Regions from separate parts of the Hordeum vulgare genome. Here region 1 is linked to region 2. A link is a contact called in public Hi-C data. All regions are on one chromosome and are shown on one strand. Each heading gives the region's core, a stretch centred on a gene start, on an enhancer-like site or on the middle of the called end of the contact. The rest is flanking DNA. Distances are from core to core; before and after follow the strand shown. Region 1 has its middle 55 kb from the start of LOC123409271. Region 2 has its middle 28 kb from the start of LOC123407689.

Region 1 (5,155 bases), core at 200-2,699, 430 kb before region 2:
TTCTACACGTCATTCTAATCGATTTACATATATATATCATCTAAAATGGAGCTATAATTTAAAATATTTGAGCAACACAAGATGATATGCTACGAATATAAAATGCATGCAAATGGCAATCACAACATATTAATGATGGATGCAACAAGATAATATGAGACTACATGAAATACTAAGCAAGTTTAAATGAGGCCGGAACAACGAATAGAATTCTGAAAAGTCTCCATATGTAATTTTGAATTTGCTATAGATCTTTCTAAACACAATTTTAGAGTTGTTAAATAGGAAGATAAACGTCACCATGTTATTATACGCATTTTTCTAGCCAAGTTACATATGTGAAACATTTTTAATCGGAGCTACGGTTAATTAGTTATGAGACAAACTGTTTCTAACATGGAAAATAATGCAAATTAGATGAAATAGAAAGTTAAACATTTTAAACACATGTGAGACTTGGATATTGCAAAACTAAACATAATTCGAAGCAGGTTTCATGTATGAAGTTTTTAAATTTGAAGCACACTTAATTGGCTATGGACTAAATCATTTTAATATGTCATCACGCAAATCGATGCAAACAGAACATTTAATTATTCTTAACATGCACGAAAGTTGGAAATTATTAATCTACATGAAGTTCTAAATATTTTACATATTCAAATCATTTATATCCGATGCGTGGTTGAAGAATTATTATCATTTTAAAATGTGCATTTTTCTGTAATTTATTAAATGTCCAAGATTAAATGTTAAATTTTCACCGCAGGGAAAATGTTTATGGGCCGAATTTGTCCACTAGCCTAAATAAAGTAGCGAGCGCAAGTTAGCAGAACACCGCACGGGCGTAGGGTAAGCAGATGGCGCTCTCCAGGCCATCGAGCCGGAAGCGGAGGCTGGGCCATGATGGGGTTGATGGAGAGGAGGTCATGGTAGGCGGCCGGGCCTTGGCGCGGCCTACGATGCTGCTAGAGGCGGGCCTCGCATCGTTGTGGCCGAGGGCGAGCGAGCGGTTAGCGCTGTGCGTCTCCTCGCTCATGCTCCCACAAGAGAGCAGAGGCCATAGCGACGCTGGGGGATTCCGGTGACGTGGGGAAGGCGTGGATGCGCGATTTCATGGGGGTCCGACCGGATCTGAACGGATCCAGGCACGAGGGATCCATTGCCGGCGGCGGCTGACAGATCCGAGCAAGCGTGGAGCAGATCGGGCGGCGGCCATGGTTGGTCTTCTCCCTGTCCATTTGGAGGAGAGCGGGGTAGAGGATAAGACAGAGAGATAGAACGGGGGGAGGAGAGAAGTTGTGCGTGGGGTGACCGGCCTGGGCAAAGTCCAGCGAGGTGAGGTTGAGGCGGCGACGAGGTTGGGCGAGGCCCTGGCTCGGGCAGCACTCGAGATCCAGGCACGGGAGGCTCCTGGGCGAAGGCGGTGGTTCGGGCCCCGGGCGGGCCTGTGATGGGCTCTACAGGGCCGCACTGGCTGGGGCGCTGCAGGGTCGACGATTTGAGGATGAGGAAGGTGGAGGTCCATTTTTGGAATGGGGGCATCCTTATATAGTAGGGGGTGCTAGGGCTAGGGTTTTTGTCCATTTTCAGACCGTCTAATCTCGATTGGGCGGTCCGAAATGGAGGGGTAGGCCAGGTGGGTTTACGTGGCCTGTGTGGAGGTGTTGGGCTGCGATGAGAGGGAAATAAGTAGCCCGACAACAATTTAGAACACCGAAAATGTCTGCGGTTTGACCGGCTATAGTGCCGCTATAGGTTTAACGGTTCAGGTATCAAACTACCTTCGATCGCGATGAAATTTGGCATGCGGCCTAACTACACTAAAGTAAGACCGCACGCCAAGTTTCAACCCAATCCGAGAAATTTTTATACACACTTTTAAAAACAATAATTTTAACGATTTCGTGGGCGCGTGCGTGTATGGTTGGTCTCGAAACGGTCAACGACAAAAATGAAGGGAACCGGCAACTAACAACGGATGCATGTTTGAAACTGACGGCAACATAGTGCCGATGCAATGCGGATAATGTGAATGATGCAATGCTGAATGCAACAACCAAACAAATCACACGATGACAATGGAATAAAAGAGGAATCTTCTGAAGCGTCGGTTCCTGGCTATTACAACTCTCCTTATACTAACAAGAGATCTTGACCCAAAATCTAAGAATGAAAGGGGGAAGAGGAAGAGGAAAGAAGAGGTAAAACTTTGTTGCTTCTTTGACAAATGAGTGAAACCAATGAATCTTGGGGGTTGCAAAGAGATGAAGAATGACATGGGGAACAACCAATAATTCAAAAGAAATTTCGACACCACTTCAGTAGGAAATAGAGGCAAAATTTGATGAGATGAAGAGAATAAGATGAAAGGACACAACACTCTCGTTAGTTGAACAAGCAAGGGAATAACAAGATCTTGACAAAACTAGATTATGAATGAAAGAGAGCAACATCACCATGCCTCACGTACAAGGAATAGAAACTAGATCATTGGAAAGAAAAGAATAGAGACGAAAATGATAACTTGCACCACAATTGAATTGAAACACCCTTATGAAGAAGAATTGAACGGAGTTGTTCGAAAATCAACAACGAAAAGAACATACTTGTTGTAGTCTTATGGAAACTATTTCAAAATTATGAGGTGACAACCAGCCACTAACATAAGCAATTGATTGCTTGATAGCAACAAGAGAGGCAAACTTCTTTCACCAAGAGGATACATTGAGAACTTGGATTAATGACAAGCACCATGATAGCAACATTCCTTAGGAAAAGCTTTAGGTGAAATCTAAACCAAGGTAGCTCAATCGAAGAAAAGATGGGTTAAAAATATCTCATGACTGAAGAAATTGGTGGGTTTAAATATCCCATTCTTGAAACAAATTCTCTTCGAGAATTCTCAAGAATCAAAATGATATAACACTACCTCAAGGAATAAAGGAGGAAGAACTGCACTTTGAAATGCAAGAGAAAGAACACTTGAGGTTCTCCAACAAGAATCTTGAAGAACACCTTGAGAATGAATTAAATCCTTGAAGAACCCTTGGAAGAACTGCGGGATGAAAGGATCACAGAAAAGAATTGAAGGTTGCAAAAGAATAAGATTAAGGCCTTTCCATGATTTAGATGAAGCTTGGTGATGAGATACCTGAGAAGACTTGGAACTCCGGAAAAGAAAATATGAAGCACTTGGGATAAATAATTTCATAACATGAACAAGTTTGGAAGAAGAACTGAAATCACCTTGAAGAAACAAGAATAAGAATTATGTTATGCTTATCCTTCATCAAGTTAAATTTATGACAAGCAAAATGTTTAAAATACCACTTATTCTTCTTGAAAAGATTGGAGAGAGACATAGAGCACACCTTGAATAAGTCTTGGAAGATACACCGGTATGAATTTGTGGAACGGAAGAAGATCGGGAAGCTTGGGAGCCAAGGCAGGGGAGCCTCAGGGGCCCCACAAGCCCCCACCTCGCGGCTAGGGGGAGGCCGCGCCATCCAGGCTTGTGGGCCCCCTGGACGCCCTTTTCCCTAGATCTTTCGCCTATATATTCCCATAAATTCCAGAAAAAATCCGGAGATCATCGAAAGTACTTTTCCGCCGCCGCAAGCTTCTGTCTCCGCAAGATCCCATCCGGGGCACGTTCTGGTGCCCTGCCGGAGGGGGGATTCGGACATGGAGGGCTTCTTCATCAACACCATGACCTCTCCGATGATGCGTGAGTAGTTCACCATAGACCTACGGGTCCATAGCTAGTAACTAGGTGGCTTCTTCTCTCTCTTGGATCTTCAATACAAAGTTCTCCATGATCTTCATGGAGATCTATCCGATGTAATCTTATTTTGTGGTGTGTTTGTCGAGATCTGATGAATTGTGGATTTATGATCAGATTATCTATGAATCTTATTTGAGTTTCTTCTGATCTCTCTTATGCATGATTTCACATCCTTGTAATTCTCTTCGAGTTGTGGGTTTTGTCTGGCCAACTAGATCTATGATTCTTGCAATGGGAGAAGTGCTTTGTTTTGGGTTCATACCCTGCGGTGACCTCACCCAGTGACAGAAGGGGTAGCCAGGCACGCATCGTGTTGTTGCCATCAAGGGTAAAAAGATGGGGTTTTCATCATTGGTTTGAGATTATCCCGCTACATCATGTCATCTTGCTTAAGGCGTTATTCTGTTCGCGGTTTACTAGTAACTTGATCCGAAGCTTCATGATCATCATCATTAACTTCCTCTTCAGTTGGTGTAGGCACCATAGGAACAACTTCCCGCGCTGTGCTACTATCCTGTTCGAGAGGGGGTGTAATTACCTCATCAAGTTCTACCTTCCTCCCACTTACTTCTTTCGAGATAAACTCTTTCTCTAGAAAGGATCCGTTCTTGGAAACAAAGGTTTTACCTTCAGATCTAAGATAGAAGGTATACCCAATAGTTTCCCTAGGGTATCCTATGAATACGCATTTCTCCGCTTTGGGTTCGAGCTTTTCTGGTTGAAGTTTCTTCACATAAGCATCGCAACCCCAAACTTTAAGAAACGACAACTTAGGTTTCTTGCCAAACCATAGTTCATACGGTGTCGTCTCAACGGATTTAGACGGTGCCCTATTTAAAGTGAATGCTGCAGTTTCTAATGCGTATCCCCAAAATAATAGCGGTAAGTCGGTAAGAGACATCATAGATCGTACCATATCTAATAAGGTGCGATAACAATGTTCAGACACTCCGTTGCGTTGCGGTGTGCCAGGCGGCGTCAGTTGTGAAACGATTCCAAACTTCCTTAGGTGTGTGCCAAACTCGTGACTCAAATATTCTCCTCCACGATCAGATCGTAGACACTTGATTTTTCTGTCACGTTGATTCTCGACCTCACTCTGAAATTCCTTGAACTTTTCAAATGTCTCAGATTTGTGTTTCATCAAGTATATATACCCATACCTACTCAAATCATCGGTGAGAGTGAGAATATAACGATAGCCACCGCGAGCTTCAACGTTCATTGGACCACACACATCAGTATGTATTATTTCCAATAAGTCGGTTGCTCTCTCCATTATTCCTGGAATGGAGTCTTAGTCATCTTGCCCATGAGGCACGGTTCGCATGTGTCAAATGATTCAAAATCAAGAGACTCTAATAGTCC
Region 2 (5,206 bases), core at 649-3,148:
GAATTTCTAAAATATGTGGTAAACATTTAAAATACTATAAACATTTTTACAGGACCAACATTCTTTTCAAATTTGTAACGGACATTTTTATAGCAGGACTGTGGACATTTTTCATTTTCTGTATTTTAACTTATTTTAGTTTTTTTAAACTCTGAAATAAATGGTTCCAAGGTTTTTTTTTTTTTTGCTAAATCTAGGACATGGGTCTGGCCCGTTCACTCCCGCCTGTGGACGTTACCTCCTATCTGGCGGCCTACGGCGGAATATATGGTCAAGTTTTTTCTTGCGGCCCACCACAAATACTAAAAAAATCATTTAGTCGTCATGTCTCCGTGCTCAATCTTACCAGGGTCGATCACTGAATGAGGCACTGGGAACAACAGGTTCAGGTAAGATGTAATCCCTTTTTTGTCAGACTATGCTGGCGGCGAACAACTGCAACGGGGCACTGAGAGCAAAGAATTCAGGTATGCTCCCTCCTCTCGTTGTATCTTTTCGTTTTCTGCATCTTGATCTGATTTTTACATGTTACTACTGGGTTTTTTCATTTGTGAGACCATGTGTGCCGTTCTAACTTGACAAAACCTTTTTTTTTCGGTTAAGAAGGATTAAGCCTCTAGGAGATGGGTGAACTCATTGCTACTGGTCCAGGTGATTCGCCTACTCGATGTTCGGTAGTTCCTACTCCACATGATTTTGCAAGAAAAAAAATTACACAGCATATTTGAATGTGAAGTCCCCACTCCATAAGATTTGGGAAATGACTCAAAACATGCGACTGATAAGGATGAGTGCGTCCGCTGTTTTCATAGCCGTCGGATCTGATTTAAATCAGATGGCTCGAAAACAATGTATTACGTAGACTAAATTTTGCAACTGAGTAGTTGTTGCAATCTTTCCCACCGAAACAACTGGTGTGCTACGGGATCTGGATCCCCCGCCTCCCATGCTCCTCCCGAGCTCCCCATCAAGCCAAAGCCCCCACGCACTGCTTCGATTGTCGTCGCCAGCAAACACGCCAATGAGGCCACCGACAAAAAAATAAAAAAAATGTTCGTTAAATCAAAAAAAGTTTGATAAATCAAAAAACTGTCCGTGAATAATAAGAATTATTCCACCGATTTCCAAAAATGTTCGTCGATTCTAGAAATGTTCTCCGATTCAAGAAAATTGTTGTAAAAGACTTTTCATAATTTGAAAAAAATGTTTGCATACAGTATAAAATATTCTTGATTTTAGAAAAATGTCCGAAAATTAGTATAAGTATTCACGAATTTGAAAAATGTTCGTGATTTTAAATATGTTCACGAGTTTAAAAAAATATCCATGATTTAAAAAAATATGATTTGTAGTATTAAAAGTGATAGTGTATCTCGGTGATGCAACAAAATATGGTCATAATGATTGAACATTATGAAAAAAAATCTTTCATTGCAATGTACGGTCCTTTTTGCTAGTTATAATTAAATTAAATATTTGATTTCTAAATATTGTATACCTCCTCAGTCCCAAAATAAGTGTCTTAAATTTATACTAACCTTAGTACAAAGTTATACTAAGGTTAAGACATTTATTTTGAAACGGAGGAAGTACAATATAAATTTAATTCCTAATTGTAAATATGTGAGATAGGTGCTTGCTTCATGTTAAACGAACTTTAGGCACGTAATATGCATGCATGGTCGTTTGCATAATGAAAGCGTGAATACCTCATTTGCAGGGTCCTATAAATTGAGCTGGTGTCCAGCCTCAATCTGAAGATAAGATTTGTCCATGTAGTGGTATAGAAAATGACATATAGAAAATGACATGTTTTGTATCTGTCATCTATGAGTTAGGATATTAGAGGATAACTGACATGTCACACCAAATCCACTCGTACACCTTTGAACATATTACTCCTTCGTCGGGTTACTGCTGTGATGGGTGTGTCTCTGTCACCGCTAAGGCTGGCCAACCCACCAACAATGTAATCGCTCATGGCATCTGTGTTGAAGTCGCCATCGTCGATGAAGTGTGATGTGAGGCATTAGGAGAAATTGCTATCACCGAGCTTAGAAACCAACAAGCGCACGGATGCCAAGCCCAATAACGCAGGACATGCCCCTGACCGGCCCGATGATGCCGAATGCGCTTCCAAGGTCATGTAGGTGGTTCGGACCAGCGTTGGCCTTCCTATCTACGGTTGGCCTCCCCTTTCTATCTTGGTGGTTCTGACCAGCGTTGGCCTCCTCATCTACGGTTCCGGATCCGGTGGCTATGGGATCGCTCAGCTTCAGGTTAGGGAGAGATCACTGCTCGGCTTGCCGGTGCTGGCAGCAACGACACTCGCGGATGTCGTTTTCTTCTTGGAGGCGCTGCCAAGGTCTTCAGCTAAGCCCCTCTTTGATTTCAGGGGAAACCCTAGGTCCGGGTTCCCCGGACCGGATAGTGACGATGTCTCGACGTCGTATTGCTTCCTCACGGCACTATCTTGTCGCTCGCGGTGTCCTCGGTTTTGGCTCGATGTTGGAGTTTCTGTTGGTTTGGCATCGCCGCTTTCGGTTTGGGTTTGGTTGGTTTTGTTGTGTTGTATCCTCTTTACGGGCTGAGCTACCCTTGTCTCTCTGCTCCGGGCACCATGTTCACGTCTATCCACGTCTGTGTCATGTGTTGTATCTCTATATACTCTTTCTACTTCTTTTATCAATGAAATGATATGCAAGTATTGCGTATTCGTGAAAAAGGTCATGTAGGTAGATGTATTCGGTATTTGTGATGCACCCAGTGTCGAGTATTGCGTTCCTCGTGCCGAACGTGGGTACATCTACTCCAAGTCAACTTGCTAACTTCTCTGATTCTGAGGCGTACCAACCAAGTCTTCAATCACGCCTAGCATCCTCGAATGGCGCTGGGTCGGTGCGTCAATTGATGTGGTCGGTGGCTCACAAGCTACAATAGTTGCACGGCACATCGTGGCTCACAACTCCTCGTTGCTGCAGGAGTTGTAGTAGGACAAGTTCCGACGGTAGCAAGTGGCAACTAGTGTACCGCGTCGCTTGGATCACCTTTTCGAGGGAAGCTCTGACTAGACAGACTACGTACGTACCCTCTGTGTAATGTCAAGTCCCTCATTTGTGAGAGAGTCTCCCAAAAAATAATGTGTGTGTGCGCGCACGTTGGATGGGCACATTGCGAGATCACCCAAGGAAAGCATGTCACCCATTTGTGCATTATTCTCTTTTCTAGTACATGCTCGACAATATTACTATACTTCATAATTGCTTTGCCACCACGGTAATTCAAAGATAAATAAATCCAACAACTTTCTAAATTTTCCTTTGCAAATGACATAGTTCAAATTAAAATTGAAATTTTGAACATGGCAAGCATCAAACAACATACAAAAGTGATCACAAATTCTAGGACATAGCTCATGGCAAAATCACAAAACATACTGTATAGTTTATTTTTGGAAGACAGCAGGAGATCTGCTGCGATTCTATTAAGAAGGAAGTGGCCGACGACCAAGGTACAATAGTTAAGCAAATAACATCAAAAAAGAAAGAAAAAGAAGACTACTATTGCCCGCTTTGCAAGGCAACAAGGGGGTGGGGGTGGCCCCCAAAAAATGTTTTCAGCCTGGATCAAAAACAATTGGGCAGCCAGCAAGCTTTCAAGCTGCAGCTTCATCTTTAATGCGTGTGAGCAATGTGTTTATTGGGAGCTCTTTCTTTTGGAAAACCCTACGGTTGCGCTCGAGCCAAAGCTCCCAACAGATCAGTATTGCAAGGGCCCGTGTCCCTTTCTTCCTTCGTGCGTCGAAATCAGCACTGCTTAGAGCCTGAAACCAGTCGTGTAGTGGTCGGTCAGCCGGCCAGGAAGCAGGCTGTAAGGATGGTCAGTTTGTGTAGACAGCCATTTGCACCCAAATCTTTGTCGACCAAGAGCACTCAGAGAAGAGATGTGTGGCCGTCTCCAGGCATCACATGCATAGAGGGCAGAAATAGTTATTGTCCCATCCTCTCAGAAGTAACACGTCTGCAGTGAGGATCTTCCTTTGCATGGCCATCCACAAAAAAATCTTGCATTTGGGTGGCGCCCAAGTCCGCCAGATCGAGGAGTATAGATTGTAGTTGATCATACCCTCAAATTGGAAAAGGTAAGCAGATCTTGCAGTGTATGCACCATCAGTTGTTAGCTTACAAGTGATTGAGTCTCTGATCATCGTGCTTAGCTGAGTTTGATTCAGCAAAGTGGATAGGTTAATAAGTTCATCAATCATATCATTCTGCCAGTTGCGCTGGAGGTCATTGATCCAATTATCTCTCAAGAGCGCATCATAGACGGTTCTGCCTTTCCTTGTAGAGCCTGCAAACAAATTAGGTGCGATTTCTCTTGGTGCCATCCCCTGTAGCCAAGCATCCTTCCAGAAAAGAGCTGTTTTCCCATCGCCTACGGTCACAATAGTGGCCCCAGCGAAAATGGCGAAGTCTCTGTCATCACATGGTCCTCCTGCGCCAACAGTCGGGATGTTGGCATCGGTCCATCGCAGCCATATCCATCTTAATCTCAGTGCACGAGCAAACTTCTCCATGTCATGAAGTCCAAGACCTCCAAGTCGTTTTGGGGGACATACGATATCCCATCTAACTCGGCATTGTCCTCCATTGCATTTTTCTTCGGCACACCAAAACCAAGCTCTTGTGCGCTGATCAAACCATTTTAGTAGCCATCTTAGAGGTTTATGCGATGAGAGCATGTAGACAAGCAGGGACTGAAGAACCGATTTTGCCAGGATTAGCCTATCTCCCTTGGACATTAGCTTGCCTTTCCAACCGGCCATTCTATTGTCAAATTTGGACATGATGTTGAGGTAGTGGATTTTTTGAAGTTTCTTGATAGAAAGCGCCATCCCAAGGTAGGTTGAGGGAAAAACTCCAATTGGTATCCCCAGTGGCAGCAACACTTGCTGTAGGTTAAGGCCATCACAACGAATTGGAAACGCAACACTTTTCGCAAAGTTTGTACGGAGGCCAGTTACCTCCTGGAAAGTCTGTAGGATCAATCCAACCGAGATCATGTCCTCGTGAACCGGGTTGACAAAGAGTGTCAGGTCGTCAGCGTACAGCGATGTTCTCATTGTGGTTGTCCGTCCCCGAAACGGTGATAGGAGACCATGTGTAGTTGCCATGTCGAAAATCCGGTGAAGGGGCTCCATAGCAAT

Evidence for each region. A called contact is a pair of places that touch in the nucleus more often than the background predicts.
Region 1: a Hi-C map of leaf shows a contact between it and region 2, with 4 times the contacts expected there. The contact joins two enhancer-like sites. A contact is called at or near these places in 2 of 6 Hi-C or Micro-C datasets (leaf and seedling).

Annotation. Positions count from the first base shown.
Region 1 is chr7H:549,297,750-549,302,904 of MorexV3_pseudomolecules_assembly, reverse strand. No RefSeq gene overlaps it. Among protein-coding and RNA genes, the nearest start is that of LOC123409271, 55 kb to the right of the region's middle. Within about 2 kb of position 1,449, at least 3 of the 3 cell types and tissues checked have open chromatin away from gene starts, as enhancers often do. A contact at or near this core is called in leaf, where this site is marked.
Region 2 is chr7H:548,869,508-548,874,713 of MorexV3_pseudomolecules_assembly, reverse strand. No RefSeq gene overlaps it. Among protein-coding and RNA genes, the nearest start is that of LOC123407689, 28 kb to the right of the region's middle. Within about 2 kb of position 1,898, at least 1 of the 3 cell types and tissues checked has open chromatin away from gene starts, as enhancers often do. A contact at or near this core is called in leaf, where this site is marked.